Linked DNA regions of Drosophila melanogaster: regions 2 and 3 are each linked to region 1. Evidence: chromatin contacts called from public Hi-C and HiChIP or PLAC-seq data. All regions are on one chromosome and are shown on one strand. Each heading gives the region's core, a stretch centred on a gene start, on an enhancer-like site or on the middle of the called end of the contact. The rest is flanking DNA. Distances are from core to core; before and after follow the strand shown. Region 1 holds the start of pho (pleiohomeotic). Region 2 holds the start of Abcd1 (ATP binding cassette subfamily D member 1). Region 3 holds the start of Eph (Eph receptor tyrosine kinase).

What was found. Hi-C and Micro-C count contacts between places; a contact is called where the count stands out from the background. HiChIP or PLAC-seq counts read pairs in DNA pulled down with a chosen protein or histone mark.
Region 2: a contact with region 1 is called in a POLR2A S2P HiChIP or PLAC-seq map of the Kc167 cell line, with 6 times the contacts expected there. The contact joins the promoter of Abcd1 here to the promoter of pho in region 1. A contact is called at or near these places in 11 of 107 Hi-C or Micro-C datasets (the Clone 8 cell line, the Kc167 cell line, the OSC cell line and 4 more) and 1 of 6 datasets of contacts at active chromatin or transcription factors (the Kc167 cell line).
Region 3: a Hi-C map of the Kc167 cell line shows a contact between it and region 1, with 10 times the contacts expected there. The contact joins the promoter of Eph here to the promoter of pho in region 1. A contact is called at or near these places in 5 of 107 Hi-C or Micro-C datasets (the Clone 8 cell line, the Kc167 cell line, the OSC cell line and 1 more).

Annotation. Positions count from the first base shown.
Region 1 is chr4:1,180,293-1,182,923 of dm6, reverse strand. It overlaps pho (pleiohomeotic), which reads left to right and starts at 1,296. Exons shown (of 7, transcript NM_166827.2): 1 at 1,296-1,334; 2 at 1,643-1,876. The coding sequence starts at 1,786.
Region 2 is chr4:192,534-195,164 of dm6, reverse strand. Abcd1 (ATP binding cassette subfamily D member 1) reads left to right here and starts at 1,336. Exons shown (of 10, transcript NM_166736.4): 1 at 1,336-1,620. lncRNA:CR44441 (long non-coding RNA:CR44441) reads right to left here and starts at 433. Exons shown (of 1, transcript NR_123744.2): 1 at 1-433.
Region 3 is chr4:609,351-611,981 of dm6, reverse strand. Eph (Eph receptor tyrosine kinase) reads right to left here and starts at 1,298. Exons shown (of 14, transcript NM_166776.4): 1 at 1,086-1,298; 2 at 327-697; 3 at 176-255. The coding sequence starts at 579.

The DNA.
Region 1 (2,631 bases), core at 47-2,546:
TTTTTTGGTGACGGTCAATATTGACATTCTCTGGTAATCGAATTCGTAAGAATTTTACTTTTGTCTGGGCGAAATTAAAAGTAAATGCCTGTTATACATACATATATCTATCAAATCAGATCTTATTAACTAAGGAAAAAATATTTTATTCAGTGGTCTATCGATGTTAATTCCAAATCACCACAAGATCATTCTGCCAATGCGTTATTATACAAAAAATGTATTTCCGACCCCACCTCAGATTTGACAAACAACATTTTGCCGTCAGCAACAAATATTTTCGATTTAGCAAGGGGATTAGCAAAGGAGAAGTACGTTCCCAATATTTATTGCGAAGGCTGCCATACTGTTGGTAAAACGAAACAGGCAGGTAAAAATACTTATAAAATATAAAAGAATTCATTAATGAATTTCAGGAATGGCCAAAAGAGTTGTATGTATTTAATTAAATGTATTTTTATTACTTAAATGTCAAAGTGCAATAACAAAGTAATTGCGAACGTCGGACTTAAAACTGTAAAAAAAGGTGTCCGCTCTATGGTCTGGAAAACAGCTTGAACAGCTGTTTAATGTTTACAAAACATTCCGATAGCAAAAATTTTGCGAAAACCAAAACAGCTAAAAACGAAATCAAAAGATTTTGCCCAAATCGAAATAAAAAATAAAAATTACAGGAGCATGATTGACTATAAATTATCGCTGTGCATGCTTGGCATCTCTTACATCAGCACAAAACACAAGGATTGGCAGAATTGGCGCTTTTTCAAATCTACAGCAGAACACAAGATCAGTAGAGATGTTGAACCATCGGTGCCTGATCCCACGCAGTAGAAACTTTCCCCTTTCGTTTAACAGTTGCCTCTTTTAAATCTGTTCCAGTCTCATGTTAAGCTTTGTTAACGATGGGAAATTGGTTATAGCATGATTGCACTCGTTTTCCGAAATGAGGATGATTCCATTTCCACATTTTCGAAATGTATTTGTGGACCGTATCATATGAACTTTATTTATCACTAAAACTAATAGAAAAATATACACATTCTTTGATAGGATTTTCTTTAAGCATATGAAAAATTTAATTCATATCGGTTTACAAATTTGTAGTATTATTTAATTTTATGTTTTGCATGTATATTTCAAGCTATACCGATATAATTACAGAGATTACAGCCAGCTTGTTCTATATTTAGAAGCTAGTCGACGTGGAATCAAGATATATTTTGCGTTGTAAAAAAATACTAAAGTTTAGTATGTTGCAAAAAACCCAAATATTTAGGCATCGAATACCCATGCCAAACAAGCAGAATAACCTTTTCAATATTTTGAGTCATTTGGTATCGCGTTTTATAAAAATTACTTGAATTCTTTTGTTTTCCTCGGCTTTTAGTGAAACAATTCGACTATCATTAAATTTATGTGGCGTTTAATTAATCTTTCGTATTATTTCAATCAGAATTTTTTTAACATATTCACTACATTTTCTTAGAGAACCGTTTGTCATATTTAATGTATATTATGTTCCCTACTTAAATATGACAATTATTAATTCTGTGTGTGTACGTATCAATCATCCGTGATATTATATTCATGTCTTATATTGCCTACATATGGAATAATGGCAGTAAAAATGCTGTTCTTTCAGATACATCAAATAGCCTCAGGGAATGCAACGCTCAGGAAACATACAAATCTTACCTAACACATGTGCCTACAATTATCCTGGCATTTGAAATGCTTTAATACTAACTTTAAACTCATGCGTATGTGGATTATAGTATTGTAAATATGGCATACGAACGTTTTGGAATTATTCTTCAAAGTGAACAGTACGATGAAGATATAGGCAACACAAAAGTCAATCAGAAAATGAATGAAGGTAAGTTCGGATTTTACAGGCATGTCTATGTTTTGAAAATCGAATTATAGCAACAAAGCACTTTTTTATAAAGCGTAACAACAAAATACTGTTTAATGAAGCATAAAATATAAACATATTTACTTGTTATACCCGTTAGTCCTAGAGTAAAAGGGTATACTAGATTCGTTGAAAAGTATGTAGAAGGAATCGACCACAGTATTCTTACTCATGATCACTAGCGCCAAGTCGATCTGCCCGTATAAACGTTGAGATCTCGGGAACTAAATAAAAGATGTGAAAGTTAAGATAAAGCATGCACATTCTAGAGAAAATTACCACTTCTACTCCAACGCCCACAAACCTTCAAAAACTGTCAAAACTAAAATTTTAATATTGTTTAAGCCGCCATACTAACATTTTTAAGCCAAGCCCAGATCGTTAATGTCAGCTTTTAAGCGCCTTGGCATCGAAGAAATGAAGTATCATCAGATTGTTCAGTAATATGTTAGGTTAAGGTTTTTCCAAAGGAGGCAAGACTCGGAAGACTATCACTCAAAACACAGTGTTGACGGGTGTGAGGCTAATCCTCATCTCTCGTGAGTTACCTGTAATGGCGGAGACGCCGGGTACCCATGTAAGCGTTAGTTTGGGTGTGCTGTAGACGTTCAAGTTCAATAATGGTGTTGCTCACAGGCACGCTCTTGCTAGTGTTCGCTTGAAATGTTAATATGCCGCATGACTGTCCACAATCAAAGCTGTTATTCTGATTCCCA
Region 2 (2,631 bases), core at 87-2,586, 990 kb after region 1:
GTTGAACTTATTGAGTGTTGTGTCAATTTTGGAGAGATTGGTGTTCCAGGGAGGTAAGGACTGCGCGGGTATTTTTTGTTGTTTAAATGGTAGTTAATGGGCTTTGCTTTTTCTATTATTCGGTCTATTGCTGATTTGTATGGGGGACGTTTTGATGAGCGGTATGATTTTAATATTTTTTATGATTGGGGAGTTGTTAGCGTTGAATAAGGTTTTTGTGAGCTTTGTTATTATTAGGAAGTCCTGTCTATCTTCCAAAGCGCCAAGAGTGATAGATAGTCGAATGATTTATGTATAATATTGGCACTTATCCTAAAATGTTCACAAACTTTTGTTCAACCACTTTTTAAAGTCTTGGAAAAAACATTTTATCTTTGTGTGTTCGTATTAATATATATAGATATTACACGTTTTTTTTCATAAAATATCGATCATTGTCATAGCCCAGTTCCATTATCAAATGGTTTTTTAGCAGATGTGATAGTGAAAGTTCGTAATCGTTTGTACATTTGAGACACAGTTATATGCAACGTGCTGCCACAACTACTATGTATTATGTATAATACTATTTTTTACCTTTTATTTGTCTAAAATCTTCTTTTGTTCCTTACAGCACTTATTGTTTTAAATTATTTTCTATTTTGCGGAAACGAAAAATTATATTGTTTATGTATATACAAATTTTTGTTGTTAGTATTGCCAATATCAAAACTAACTTATTTAATATTATTAATAAATTTCATAGAATGCAAATATGAGTATATATTGCTGTTTTGCAATGAAAATTGCATTAAAATTGCGAGTGCGAGGCAGATATGCCAAACCAAAAAAGTAGCTGTTTAGGTTATTTAGGCGTTACTGTTATCGACATGTTAACTTCCAAATGAATAATTTAAACTTTTCCGGGGATCGATTTTGGTTCTGATGCTGAATGGAATATAGTAACTAGAAAAACTGAATCCTGGAATAAACGATATCTTTCCTTCTCATTATTCTCAAAGTTCTCGGTTGCTTTATTGACATTGGAGACAAAATCAACGGAAGTATTTTAGGATATGTAAATGTTAACTTTATATATTTTCAGTCATTTTTTTTGCTGTTCCAAATTGGTACAACAATACAAGAATGAAGGAAGCCATCCCTAAAAGTGTACTCACACTACAATTTGCAGGATACTTTTAAAAGGAACTTTTGTCCAATCTTTTTTAATTAAAAACAATTTTAAAGGGCCCACGTATTTTATTTCCACCGTTCCATAATTGTTACTAAGCATGTGACGCTATCTTTACGCACATAGCCACACATAAAATTTTGATTGGAAAAGTTTGAGACATTACTAAGTAAGTTACTTTTCTATTTGAAAATTAATCCAAACCTACGAAACCTGCCTTTTACAACTAATAACTCTATATATATATATATCTATTATTTTTGAAACCATCGAAAGCCATCGTAAAATGTTATTGATTATATGGACGATTAATGCCAAAATGTACGTGTTTGTATATGCGTATAAAAAAGTATGGTTATTTTTTTCAGTTTATTGACGTTTAATGTAACTGAAATGGCAAAGAACGCTTACAGCAATCCATACCTCACACATACTAACTGTGCACCTAGGTATGGCTATGTACATACTTTTACTGAAAACAACAAGCTTTAAGCTCTTGTGCAGTTCGGTCATAGCCTTAGATTCTTTCACTTGCCTGGCAGTATCCTTCGGGGACTGTCTATTCTAACAGTACAAATCGTTTATAAACATTGCCGTCAAGTAGTCATTCATAGTTTATTTTCCTGACGTATAAAATTTTCTAACAAAAAGTTGTGCAAGTAGTAGTAGCTATAAGTGTTTTTTTTTTTATTAATCTTTAGGAAAACTATAATGATTCACGAAATCAAACTGTGTATCGTACTTCAGTAAAAATCCAAACCTAGCAATCTAATATACATACATGCATATACATATTTATGTATATATAAAAATAATGTATGCTTATACATTCAACGAATATGTTTTCTAAAATTTAATTATCGCTGGAGTATTATTCACAGTAAACATTGAAATGTGAACAAAGGGTTTGAAATGTTATGTATAAATTAAAACCTACCTACGCTCGTAAGTTTTACTGCCAGTAAAACATCCGTTTATTAATAGCCGAGTCAATTTGCCCATGTCCGTCTGAAAGTATGAACGTCGAGATCTCAGGAAATATAAAAGCTAAAGGGTTCAGCATATAGATTCTAGAGACGCATGTTGCCACGCCCTAAAAACGCTCAAAGGACCAACATTTTTGAAAAATTTTTGTAAATTTTGTCATTAATTTATTATTCTTGTCAAATAACTTTTAACCTCTAACGCCCTAAGGCTGCCAAACCGGTCACGACCACACTTTTTAACATTTTTAATTGTTTTCTCATTTTATTCCACAATATCTCCAGAAAATTGATTAATTTTCCGTCCGCATGTACACTAGCTGAGAAACGGGTATCTGATATTCGGGGAAGTCGACTATAGCATTCTCTTTAGTTAAATTGTTACATTTGGGTAATACAATTTAGATTGAGATTTGTCCCGTGGTTTTCGTATTGCAAACATAAAGCATAAGACAAATCACATATGTATGTATGTAC
Region 3 (2,631 bases), core at 49-2,548, 570 kb after region 1:
AATCTATATAAAATCTTTAAGAATTTGTACACAATCGAATTGACATAGAATAAATTGAATATAAATATCTTATTACTACTATCTTATTATTGTCGACGTAAGTTTAACTACAAACAAACGTTTGTTTTTTAAATAAAAATTGAAAATAAGAGCAACAATAACATATAATGCGTACCCCTGGTGTTTGGGCTTGAGGTCCATATGGATACCTGGTCCACTCTAATGTAGCTTCTCGAGTTGTATCCAATAGAACAACTGCAGATATTCGTGAGCATTAAAAAGATATCATTTACTGTTAAGTCTTAATATTGTTAAGCAGTACGTACCCTGATCTGCATGTGCCAATTTAAAGTGAATTGAAATTATAATAAGCAGTATTGTCCTTAATAATGACATTCTCGAAACAATTTGAGATCTGTTTTGCTCGCTAATTGGAGCTTGATTTTTGTAAAACGCAGACTTGAGGGCGCTTATAGCATCATTTAGTACGGAAGTTAGAATGGTTACGGAAGAAGTTTTACTTTTAATACCATCATATTTCACCTTTTTGTCATTTGGGTGGCACCCAACCATTTTCATTTTGTTGGGATCGTTTTCGAACAGTTTTATTTTTGATTTGGGTTGTACGCACTCTGATGCGGATTTACCAATGTCAATAGCATTATTTGTGTTTGTGGGTCCAGTTTAAAATCCAAGACTAAAAAATAAATTGATTAGCTTTAATGCACTTTGTATAAGCATGAATGTGATTAATGTATAAATAATTTGGAAGGATCTGTTCCTGTTCGGTATTCACTGGCATATGTGCATATCCATATATACAAGGAAGCGTATACACATATGAGCCTGCATTTTCCGACGCTGCTATATACATACATACGACCATACATGTTATACATATTTACACAAAATGACAGTGTGTATGTATTCTTGTTAAGGGACGCTAGCTTCGATTTAAACATTACATTTCACGGATGATTACTGTTATCAATTCAAGATGTTATGGCTTTGGAACACAAGATATTTGAACGGATTTTATTATTTTATTTGTACATTTTGTCATTTAGGACCACTTTTATTGATACCTTTACAGCCGACTACTACTATGGAAGTCTCGTTTTAATTTTAAAGTGGTTCTTTTACGACCACAAAATCCCTTGTAGATTTTCTATTGATACTTGGTAAAGACCAGAGTATCATTTTCAGTCTTTTTTCTTTATTTTTTATTTTTTAAATTCACTTATACTCAGCAATTCTGTTAAAACAACTGGTATCGATAACTTTTATAACGTCATTAAAATCCATGAAAACAAATTTTCTTTAAAAAAAATAAGTTAAAATAGCATCGACGAAATACCACAAATTCGGAATAATGAAATTGGTACAAAATGAGCTAACAGCATAAACTGATGTTCTTGTTTTATGTTTTATACGAATTATTGACACTTGGCCTTTAATTAATATAGAACGAGAATAATATTCATTAAAAGTGATTGTCTCTCTACTGAAAATTTAAACGAAATATTAAAAAAAAGGCGTTACCAATACTTTTAATATCTTGCTTGATAATCGTAATAATCTGACATTCATATATGTATATGCATATGTATATGTAATCGTTGCATATCTACTGATCACTAAACGATTCGATTGCTTACTTTTTTTTGTGAAAGCCGTTATAGTAGCTCTAATGATTAATGATAATTTAATTTTCCATTTAATAAAGGTAGTTCGGGAAAGAATCCATAGGAAACCAAAACGGACCATTAATGAAAATAAAGACAACACTTGGAAAGCTTAAAAACATCAACGTTTGCATCGTTGTCCATAAAGCTTTTAAAGGGTAGGCAAACCAATGGAGTTTTAAAGTAAAATGGTTTTTAAGCCAAAAAGAATAAATAAATATTTTTTTTAATTTAAAAGCTGGAATTGTTTTTCCACCGGCTTGCTTATGTTTTTTAGTTTTTTTTTTCTCACGTCCTATTTCAAAAAGTACATACATATGTACCAATATAGTTTTAATAGGTGAGCAAACGAAATTATTTACTTTTAAGAGCGGACAAACAATAAACATTTATTTTAATGGCTGTGCCAACGATAAAAACAATTTTTAAAGGGTAGACAAACGATTAAAACTATTTTTAGAGGGTGGACAAACTTGTTTTATTGATACTATTTATATAAAGATCTGGAAAAAAGTTGCATTCTCTAATAAAACTTATGGGATATATTTTCTAAATTATACCTGTTTTAAGTGTGTGCAAGCGATGCCATTGGAGTAAAAAATATATTTAAAGAAAGTCAATAAAGAAAAAGATTTTCGAAAGTATTTAAATTTTTAAATTGTCAGGAGAGTTGAACCACTACGTATTTCTACACTTCTGCACACACTAAGCTAAAATAAAAAAAGTGCGGAAACTGTCGAAGAAACCTCACAGCAGTCTACAGAGAATATCTACCCAGAATATAATATGATACCCAGATACCAACGCCCTAAGACAAGGTATCATGCAAAGCAGCGAACTAAAAGTCAATGTGCCAACTTATGGCAAACCTTATTCAATAATAATAATAATATCGTGTATAAGATTATGTTTGTGACATGCCAACTATGTTTCACGGCGTAAACCT